3 separate regions of the Gossypium hirsutum genome follow, and regions 1 and 3 are each linked to region 2. The links are chromatin contacts, called in public Hi-C maps. All regions are on one chromosome and are shown on one strand. The core of a region is the stretch at or near the end of the contact, and the rest is flanking DNA. Distances in the headings are between cores, read along the strand shown. Region 1 holds the start of LOC107912542 (3-hydroxyisobutyryl-CoA hydrolase 1). Region 2 holds the start of LOC107912578 (protein S-acyltransferase 24). Region 3 holds the start of LOC107913058 (NEDD8 ultimate buster 1).

The links. Hi-C and Micro-C count contacts between places; a contact is called where the count stands out from the background.
Region 1: a Hi-C map of leaf shows a contact between it and region 2, with 1.8 times the contacts expected there. The contact joins the promoter of LOC107912542 here to the promoter of LOC107912578 in region 2. A contact is called at or near these places in 5 of 34 Hi-C or Micro-C datasets (callus, hypocotyl and leaf).
Region 3: a Hi-C map of leaf shows a contact between it and region 2, with 2.3 times the contacts expected there. The contact joins the promoter of LOC107913058 here to the promoter of LOC107912578 in region 2. A contact is called at or near these places in 3 of 34 Hi-C or Micro-C datasets (all in leaf).

Annotation. Positions count from the first base shown.
Region 1 is chrD08:23,927,011-23,930,426 of Gossypium_hirsutum_v2.1, reverse strand. It overlaps LOC107912542 (3-hydroxyisobutyryl-CoA hydrolase 1), which reads left to right and starts at 1,906. Exons shown (of 14, transcript XM_016840760.2): 1 at 1,906-2,103; 2 at 2,485-2,565; 3 at 3,072-3,140. The coding sequence starts at 2,071.
Region 2 is chrD08:24,280,421-24,283,883 of Gossypium_hirsutum_v2.1, reverse strand. It overlaps LOC107912578 (protein S-acyltransferase 24), which reads right to left and starts at 1,827. Exons shown (of 13, transcript XM_016840823.2): 1 at 1,142-1,827; 2 at 719-859; 3 at 1-57. The coding sequence starts at 1,441.
Region 3 is chrD08:24,557,147-24,560,526 of Gossypium_hirsutum_v2.1, reverse strand. LOC107913058 (NEDD8 ultimate buster 1) reads left to right here and starts at 1,585. Exons shown (of 11, transcript XM_041099260.1): 1 at 1,585-2,033; 2 at 2,763-2,885; 3 at 2,967-3,063. The coding sequence starts at 1,729.

The sequences.
Region 1 (3,416 bases), core at 657-3,156, 350 kb after region 2:
GCCCAAAACATTGAGTTGATCGGGTCCGGTATACTAAGAAAATTTGTTTAATAAATCTTTAAATATTTTGGTGTAACTTTAGAAATTTTGATAAAACTTTATTATTTTCGATAAAGTGATAAATTATATTTTTTTGTTTGAGAGCTAATGGGGAAGTCCCAAATGTGGTATTGAGAAAAGGACATTGCAGGACAGGGATGGACATGTTTTAACTCAAATCAGTAGCTGATGGTTGTCGAGTCCACCAATATAAACCTACGCCTAATTTGCAATTTAAGCAGTATAGGGAGTAGGGTCGATCCTTCAGAGACTGGGTTCACGTAAAATCGTTGCTCTTTCTCGACCAGATTCGTGTCTGGGCAGTTGTCGTGCCCAAGAAATTTGGGGGAGGATAAAATTGAAAACCTGAAATAAACAGGGAAAAAATGAGTGAAAAGTAAAAACTAAAAATAAAATAATAAAAACAGTTAAATAAATCTGAAGAAAAATTAATTAAACTTAGCTCAGCTTCAGGCACGGGTTTTTCCTCGTCTTTGAACCGATCCTCGAAATTAGATGAACTCCTCTTTTCCAATAAGCTAGTTATAGCTACCAAGGACGCCTCGGACACCAACTCTTCCTTGTGTAAATTAGTTATGGAACGACCTATAACTAACCCTTACTGATCGAACAACCAACGAAACGTTCGTGGTTTAAAACTTTGGCAGCTTTGCTGTTTAGAAGAGCCTAGCTCTAACCAATGTCCTCAACCGCGTGGGACATTTAAATCCGGTTACTACTTCCCTTGACGGAACCAAACAGCAATCCCCACTTGGCACGCCAATGTGTTCACGGAAAACCGATTAGACAATCGATCCTCGGAATTCCAACTGTATGTCTAACCACACTAACTCAAACGACGTCTTTTTTGACTTAGTGTTTATTTGACTTTGTGAGTTGACAAAATCATACTATTAATCCGGAGAAGTAATAAATACTGAAAATTAGGAATTGAATTGTTGGGGTTCGCAACTCACGGACCTTGACGAAGCTAACACCGGCCTAAAGCTGAAATGGATTTAGCTGACTAATGTTTGGGGCATGTTGGAGTTGGGCATATTTGAAGAGGGTTGGATAAATGAAAAAGAAATGTAGGTGGGTAGGTGTAGGTGACGCAAGGTTTGGCTGCTAGTGTTATATTTCTAAGGCAGGAAATTAATAAATGGGAAAAGAAAATAAGGAACTAAAGCCAGCAAATAAAGAAGAAAGGAAAGATTATATTTCAGAAGATGAAAGCTTGATTAAAAACTTGATGAAAAACACTTGATGAATAAATGAACATAGTAGCCCCCTATTTATACTAGTGGCTTTGCCAAATTAAGAGACACTAGAGGAAATAAAATATTTCATGATATAAAAATCCCTACATAATCTCCCACTAAGTAACATAAAATTTCAGCTAATTACATCTTGGAAAAATTCTGCTTTGGCCCACCTTCTTTGCTCCTTTCTTCAATGTAGCCCAATTGTTTCCTTTTTCTTCTATTTATCCCCAAATTGTACCCCTGTATAAAATTTAATATAAACATGAAAAAATCAATGGTGCATTCTCATAAATTGACCAATTAAATTACATAAAATATATATTTTTAGCATTTAATCAGTAGCTGTGATAAGCATTGGGACTTGAGGGAAGTAATGGATTCATTTTTACCTACAACACCAGAGCTCTACTACCAATATGGAGTTGGAAGTTGATTTGTTTAAGCCGTAGAGCTTGTAATTCCAAATGACTTCTCATATAATTATTTCCTTATAATCTAACTAACATTTAAATTCATATATCACAATAATTAATTATTTATTCCCATTTTAGCAAAGGATAAAAATTAATTAAAAACAACGTCATCTTAAGATGATATCTCTAGGCTCTAGCCGGATGGTTAGAATAAGAACCAAGACCCAACCGATAAAGACCTTCGCCTTCTTTATGACCCAATTTTTCTTTTCTTTACATCTATCCTCTCATTTTTTCCCACTTATTTCTCCTCCTTCTCATAACCCAACCTCCTACTTTCAACTTCCAATCCAATGTCTTCCTCCGTTTCTTCCCAACATGATCAGGTCCTTCCCCCTTCTTTTTCCCCCTTTTCTGCAATCTTGGGTTTTTTATTATTATTATTTTAAATTCTGTATTCTAATGTTTTTCTTCACTCCAAAGACTTAATTTGGCATTCCGAAGATCGTGTTTTCTAGGAGATAACCCATAAAACCTTCCCTATCCTCTCTCTCATTGCTTCTCCATAGAGCTTCAATTAACTTAAAATCAATTCCAACTTCCTTTATTGTCTTTGTAATTGAAATAATTTCTTGTTGATTTTCCATTTCAATTACAAATATGTCATTTTTTTTTTGGATAATGAGAATTTCTCCTTGCTTCACTGCGTTAACTAGCTTTGGTAATATTTGGGAAGGTTCACTTATATTTCTTCATTACCTCTGCAGGTTCTAGTAGAAGAAAACTCCTTCGCAAGAATTCTAACCTTAAACCGGCCTAAGCAGCTCAATGCCCTTTCATTTCAGATGGTATGATCTCTTCTTAATAAGCTGCTTAAACTCTTTCAGTATTTGGGAACTACCCCTGTGTCATACAATGAGTTTTAGTACTGTTACTAGTAAAAAAGAATCTCACCTTAAAAAAAAGCTCAATGCCCTTCTATTTTTTATTTTTTAAATTTTTTGCATTTTACCACCTTCTGGAGAACAGTTCCTAGGTGCACCACATGTTGCTTGATCAAATGTCTCTAGCCCGAAAGGTCAAACAATTTTTTATGCTAGTTATTTTTCTAGCTGCTAGTTCTTATGGTCTTCTTTACATGCCTTCTTTGTCAACTGTTGACTACATACGATAACCTATCAAGTTTGTCCTTTACAAGAAAATTGTGTATTCAGGATCTGTACCTTGCACATGCTTTTCTTCTCTATTTCTATGTTATCTGCATGAGTATCATATATTGTCTGTCAAAGACCTTTTGGTCACATTAATTGTTTGAAACATGAAATAGTAATAATGTTATCTCTTTCAACGGCAGATTTCTCGGTTACTAGAACTTTTTCTTGCCTACGAGGAGGATCCTAATGTCAAGCTGGTAATACTGAAGGTACACACCTCCGAAGATACAACTTTAGTATCATTTTTCTTTTACTTCATTGAAAGAAACAACTTGACAAAAGTAAAGATAGTAGCATGGAGTTGGAAGAAATTGAATCTGATGACATTTTTGGGTTGCATATAAGCATGCCTGGTCTCTGATCTTATCTCATTTCAAGTCACTCAATCAGATTGTTTATAATGCCCAATAGAAAGGCTCTATGTTTTTTTGGGTTAACTATCTTAGCACATCAGCTTGGTCATATATAGTCAACGGTCATAACTA
Region 2 (3,463 bases), core at 578-3,077:
TGAAACAATATGATACAGGAAAGCAGTCTGACCATACTGGGTGGCAACATGTGTTACCTGCATCAAATTACATTAAATAAACGTGCATCCATCTGGAGGTTGGAGTGAGAGCAATAAGTACATGTATTACATTATCATCCCACAAACAAATTGTAAACAGAAAAAATGAAAGCATAAGTTTGTGCATCAACTTAAGAAGCATAAGCCCACACTTGCATTATAAACTTCAAGACCAAGAAAAAAAAACACAACCACGAGAAAAGGGAAAAGAAAGTGTATCACCAACAGCAGTGAAGAACAGCTGCATAAATTAGAATATGATAGAGACGATACTAAAAGGAGAAAAATTAGAGAGGAAATATAAGGGGGATTTAATAGGTTAGCAAGCCAGAGTAAACAAGAATGCATAGCACTTCAACATTTTTTGAGGTCCTAAACTAGGAGAGAAAGGGAACAAATATCATCTGCAGCAACAGTCTTGACTAAAATGCATAGCAAAAATATATCTTCTTTAAGCCTCAAAAGATCAATATGATTTAATGAAAACCATATACTGCTGAGTTCTACTGCTCCTAAAACATATATAAATGATGCTTATGCTGGTATAAAACCAACTTCAAGCAGAGAAGAATGTCTAAACAGCCAGCACTGTTTAGACATTTATTTACATCACTGATCACATTCCCAAATCCATTTGACAAGAACCATATAATTTCACCTGGTAGCCATAGATGTCAGCAGCATGCACCCGAGCACCCTCTTGGAGTAAAATATCAGCAACTTGTATCGCACCTCGGACTGCACTCCAATGCAAGGCTGTCTGCCCATTGTGATCTGCTGCATGTATATCTCCACCATGCTAGCAAATAAAGAAAACCCAAAAACCAGTCACTTCAACCGAATTTAATCTAATGAAAACTTCAATACCAACATGACACAGCTCAAAAGCATGGATTCCCAAAAACCATTTCAGTAAACCCATTAAAAGCCTGATCAAGCAAACTTTTTAAAGATAAGGAATCCATAAACCAGATACCCAATAAACCCAGTTGAATAATAAATACAATCAACTCCAAACTCTGACAATAAAAGGCAATTCAGAAAATCCATCAAAACAACCATAAAAAGAAGGATAAAAGACCTCGATGATGTACTGAGCAGCAGCTGTTCTATTATTCAAAGCAGCCCATTGGAGGGCATAGTAACCAAGGCCATCAGGCTCGGAAAGAGAGCGACCCTCGTACTCAACCAACCTTTGGAGCTTCTCCAAATCCCCATAAGCAGCAACCGTGTAGACATCATTCCTCAAGCTCTCATCATCAACGAAACCACCAACAACCCCATTGTTCCCTCCCCCATAATATCCATTTCCATTCGCCACAACGCCATCCGATTGCTTCAAGGGTTGAACGTCTTCAACAACCTCGATCTCCGACGACATCTCTCCAAAAAAACCCAACAACCAAAACAGTCCTAAGAAGGAAAAATCGAAATCTCCTTTCCAATTATCTCCGGTTGACTTTGTTTCTGAATAATTTTTTTTAGTTTTCTCTTAAATTGGAAAAAAAAATGAAAAATGGTGGGGCCGGTTAGGGTTTTTCGAGGAAAGAAGGAGAAGGGGAAGGGGGGGAGGAATGTGGTTGCGCTTTGGCGTCCTTTCCGTTTTGACTAAAGAGGCCGAAACCAATCGAAAGCCAAAGCGATTATCCGTAGGAATGAAAGTCAATTTCAGAGACAAGGGAAGGAAGATCCATTGCCGATTGTTTCTCTCTTTTCTTTCTAATGTTTGCTCATTGACCCCGTCAACTTTACCTATTTACATCATTCAACATGTTCCTTTCCTTTTGTCAACTTGTATTTATTTCTTATTTTACTCATTTTTCATCAACGCAACTTTGTATTTCTTATTTATATTTATACTCCTTAGTGTTATATTTTTTAAAAACCTTTATTTTCATTAAAATATTAAAAAGTTATTTTCTTGAAAAATAATTTTACAGAAAAACCCACCATCCAAATCATCTAGGAGACAGGCTTTGGAAAGTTTTATTACAAGAAGGGATTTATTATAAATAAATAAAACCTTCTACGACGTCAATAACAAAATTCATCTCATAATATTTTAGTTATTCAACTTTTTTAAATCAAAATTTTTTTCAGAAGTGGGTCAATTTTGGTATTATCTGCGAGTCACACCTTCTATTTTAATTTTTCTTAATCTCAGTCCACATTATCATAATTTTTCTCCACACTTTCGTGGATTTTTATTTTGTCCATTCAACCCTTTTCTGAAAGCAGTTTTAGTTTTAGTTTTAGTTTTAGTTTTTAGTTTTCAATCTCTAGTTATTTCTAGTGTATATATGAGATTTGACAAGGTAAGGGTACCACCCAATAGATCTATGGGAAACTATTCTCAAACAGCCTTATCATGATAGAGTATAGTGATAGTGTTTGTAAAATTAGAATCCGAGATGATGATGAAGAGGATAGACTATCTCAGACTTGGCCTTTTGTGCATCACTGATGCGGTGGGTCCCTTGGGACTCTTAGCAGTAGTTTCTTGGTTGATCCGAGTTCACTGTTAGGTTGGTTTGACCTTCACAAAATTTGCCTACTATGTTCATCCAACCTTGACAAGAATTGCCTACTATGTTTGTTTCTTGTTTGTACAAATTTGAAGATGTTTTCCAAATGAGATGCCTACAAGTTTACTAATTTTTTGAGGCATTGAGTATTAAACCAACTTTTTGTTGAGTTTCATAATTTTTAATCGACTAGCTTATTAGAGTAATCATAAATATATAAAGGAGTTGCAAATGTAAGCGCAAGAACTATAGAAAAAGGGACATATTCAAGAATCCCTTAGTCCTTACATGGTTTCGATAATTTTAGTGCCTAAAGTTGGTAGTTTTAGAATGTATGTTGATTGTAGAGCTATTAATAGTCTTACCATTAAATATAAGCATCCAATTCCTAGACTTGACGATATGCTTGATGAATCACATGGTGCATCCATATTAATTAAAATTTATCTCAAAAGGAGTTATCATCAAATTCTAATGAAAGGTGATGATAAATAGAACAAGGACTTTAAAACCAAATATAGACTTCATGAGTGGTTGGTAATGCCTTTTGGTTTAACTGATGCACCTAGTGTTTTCATGAAAGTGATGAATCACATTTTGAGACAATATTTAGGTAAATTTGTTGTTGTTTACTTTCATGAAATTTTAATCTATAGTTGCATAATTGATGACCATGTTAAGAATGTTAGATTAGTTTTGAATTTTTTTTTGTTAGGAACATTTTTTATTCTTACATTGAGAAGCATATTCATAGACAAGTTGATCATTCTAGGATTTATAGTTAGTGCAAAAAGGATTGAATTTGATAAAGAAAAGGTGAGAATCATTTAAGAGTGGTCTACTCCTAAATCAAATTTTGATTATAGACTTGCTAGTTT
Region 3 (3,380 bases), core at 336-2,835, 280 kb before region 2:
CACTTAAAGCACTTAACCACAAATGCCGATACACAATTGTGTCATATTTTCACAATAACAATAATAAGAATTTTGGGACGTTACATTTTTATATTTTATTAAATTTTATTATTTTATTGTTATTTTTTTCTAATTTTTAATAAGAGCAGGGGCTTAATTGCTATTTTGAAAAAAATTGAGGGTCTTTTTGGTATATTTTGAAAGTTTAAGTACCCAATTGAGTGAAAAAATAGCAGGGATTTAATTGCTTTTTTTAAAGAAGTTTGAGGGCCTTTTTGATGCATTTTGAAAGTTCAAGTGCTCAATTAAGTGTAAAAAATAAGAAGGGGCTTAATTGCTTTTTTGGAAAAAGTTTGAGGGCTTTTTACACCTTTAAGCCAAAATTAATTGAATAAGTTAAATTTTGAATCGTAACTAGAGGTGAGTTAATCGAATTGAGTTATTTGATTTTTTCGAGTCAACTCAAATAAGTAATTCGAGTTCTAATCGAGTTGAATTTTATAATTTGAATAACTAGAATAATTCAAATAACTGATTGGTGTATATACCCATTTGGTCCCTGTCAGTTTTGAAAATGAGCAAATTAGTCTCTTTCTCTCAACAAAAATTACAAAAAAAGTAAAAATCAAAATATTTATAAAAATTTCAAAATTTATATTTTTTGAAAAATTATTCAAATTTAAAAAAAAATCTAAGGAATATATAAAGAAAGTTAAAATTTTAAAATTTTTCTAAATTAATACTTTGGGACCTAATTAATTAACGATTTAAGTTTATTATCTTATTTTACTTTGAATTTTTTTCAAATATATATGACTGAAACAGTTTCCTTCGATTTGACTCAAATCGAAAAAATTTTAATTTGAGTTACAATGAGAAAACATGACTCATCAACTCGATTAACTTAAATTTTTTTACTCGATTTGATTTGATTCAATTCGACTGAACGCTCAACCCTAATCACAACTCATAGTTGGGAGTATTACAAAGTAAGACCACGTGGAAACCAAAGTAGAAGTGGAATTAAAAATAGGTTCAATTCTTCTATTAATCACTGTATTTTGTAAAAGTTATGGATTTAATCTATGTACTTTTCATATTTAAAATTTTCAGTTCTCACCAAATAGTAATTGTTAAATTCATTAGGTAGAGTTCTACTATTCCTAAAATTTGATGTGCATTATAATATGTATAATGCCATTTTAGCTTATTATTTCTCCGTATTACTTACTAAAAAATCAGTTAATGGATTAACGATTATCATTTGCGTTAAGACTGAAATTTTAAAATTTGAAAAGTATAGGAATTTAAAATGATCCATTTGGAGAAAATAAACTAAATCTATAGCTGTACATATAGTACATGACTAGTAATTGAATTTAACCAAAAAATTTAATTGATATTGTTTGGGCCACGACTAACACTTCAAATTTAAAAAGTACAGGACTAAAAGTGATCAATTCAAAAAAAAAAAAGATCAAATTGATAAAAAAGTATAGGGACTAAATTTTCAACTCTCGTAAAGTACAAGGGACTAATAGCAGAATTTAACCATAAAAATTCATGAACTTGCTCACTAAGATACCGTTGAACTTTACTATCTGTTTCTCTACAACCTCTATATATACACATAAGACGCCCCGTCCTCACTGGAGAAGTCTTTACCCTTTCTCACATTCGACTTTTTATTCCTTTCTTGCAAGGGAGAACAGGAAATTATATTGTGGGATGGCGAAATTGAGGATCGCAGGGACATGGGTAGGGGTGATAGACTTAGAATTGGAGAATTGGACGGTGGCAATGCTGAGGGAAGAGGTCGCCAAACGATCAAATGCCCAACGTCCTGACTCTATCAACCTTATATCTGCTGGTAAAGTTTTGAAAGATGGCGATGGCTCTCAAAACTTAACCCAATTGGGTATCAGAAACAATGCTAAGATTCTTGCCACCCGTGTCTCCGTTGATGAAGGCAAGTCCTTGGAACAAGAATTGATGGCCGAGGAAGAACGCTCTCGCAGACTTGCTCGAGTCAAGTGAGTCTTTTTGGTCAACTCTCTCCTTTTCTCTCGCCCTTTGTTTTCTTTTAAATGCGTAATTAATAGTATTCAATATTTCTGTATAAACTGAGTGCTTTTTTTTTCTTTTTAATGGTTGATTGGGTTCTTGGTTTTATTGAAATTCTGGGTTTAATCGAAGTTACCAAATTTATTCTTATAATAAGGAAATTTATGATTACGTTCATTCTTTTAGGGTTTAGGGTTATCAATCATATATTATTATGCCAAAAGGAATTGTGTTCTTGGGATGTATAAGTATTTCCATGTAGTTGATGGAATTGTAGTATTTTTCTGTCTTAGAATCATTGTGGTACTGTATTTTGAAGTCTATGATTAAATTGATAGTGTCAAATGTTAGTATTTTGCAGTGTTTGAGTCTTTGAGAGATGTTGGTCCTTTATGGTTTACCTTAAGTTGAGATGATATCAAGCGTCTACTGTTGTTTTTCGAAGTGGGGGAATACTCTGAAAAATGCGTCTTCCTCTTTGAACGTTTTAGATGGACCAAAGACTTCCATCTTACCTTTGAAAAGTTTAATGGATGCTACAGTTTTACAGTTTTACAGTTTTCCTGCATTATGAAATGATCATCTTTTCAAGATTCGGTGGGATGGATAATAGTTCCTTTCTGTTCATTTTGTAAGTACCATTGCATATCGTTTTGCAAATTAACGAGTGACTAATCCATAGTTATCTCTATGGGCAGGGCAGCAGCCACTGCACTTTCCAAGAGACATGTAGATGGTTCACTACCAATTGAAGACTTCAATATTGAACTTGAAAACCAGGGAGGGCAAAAAGTACAATTAGGAACTGAGACTGATCAGCGGTATGTCAATTTTCCCTAGGGTATTAAGACATTTGACCCCATTTTTTAAACTGAAGTAAGTTATGAATGGTCTTTAAACAGGGCAGTGATGATGGGTCTGATGCTTCATGAAAATGCAAAGAATCTACTTACGAGACAACTGTATAAAGACGCACTGGAAGTGCTTACCATGGGTGAGGTCAGTCTCTAGTATCCTTCCTCATTTGCTTCTACAGTACTAAACTTTTCTTGTTTGAATCTGGATTCTTAGAGTAGCAGCTGATAAACTTTCTTGTCTGCTATGTTAATCAGACTTGGGGGATGAGTGTTAGATACAAATATGCCTTTGACATGGATATAATAAATCTTTCCAAGTTTTCCATATATTTGGAGGGTTGTATCTCTGCATCCACGTCTAGATATGTAACTGGACATGTGATTTAGGGAAAAGAGTCCGAGAAACATAGCTTGTTAACAAAGATAATAATTTGGTTAAGGTGAAATATTTTTCTTTGA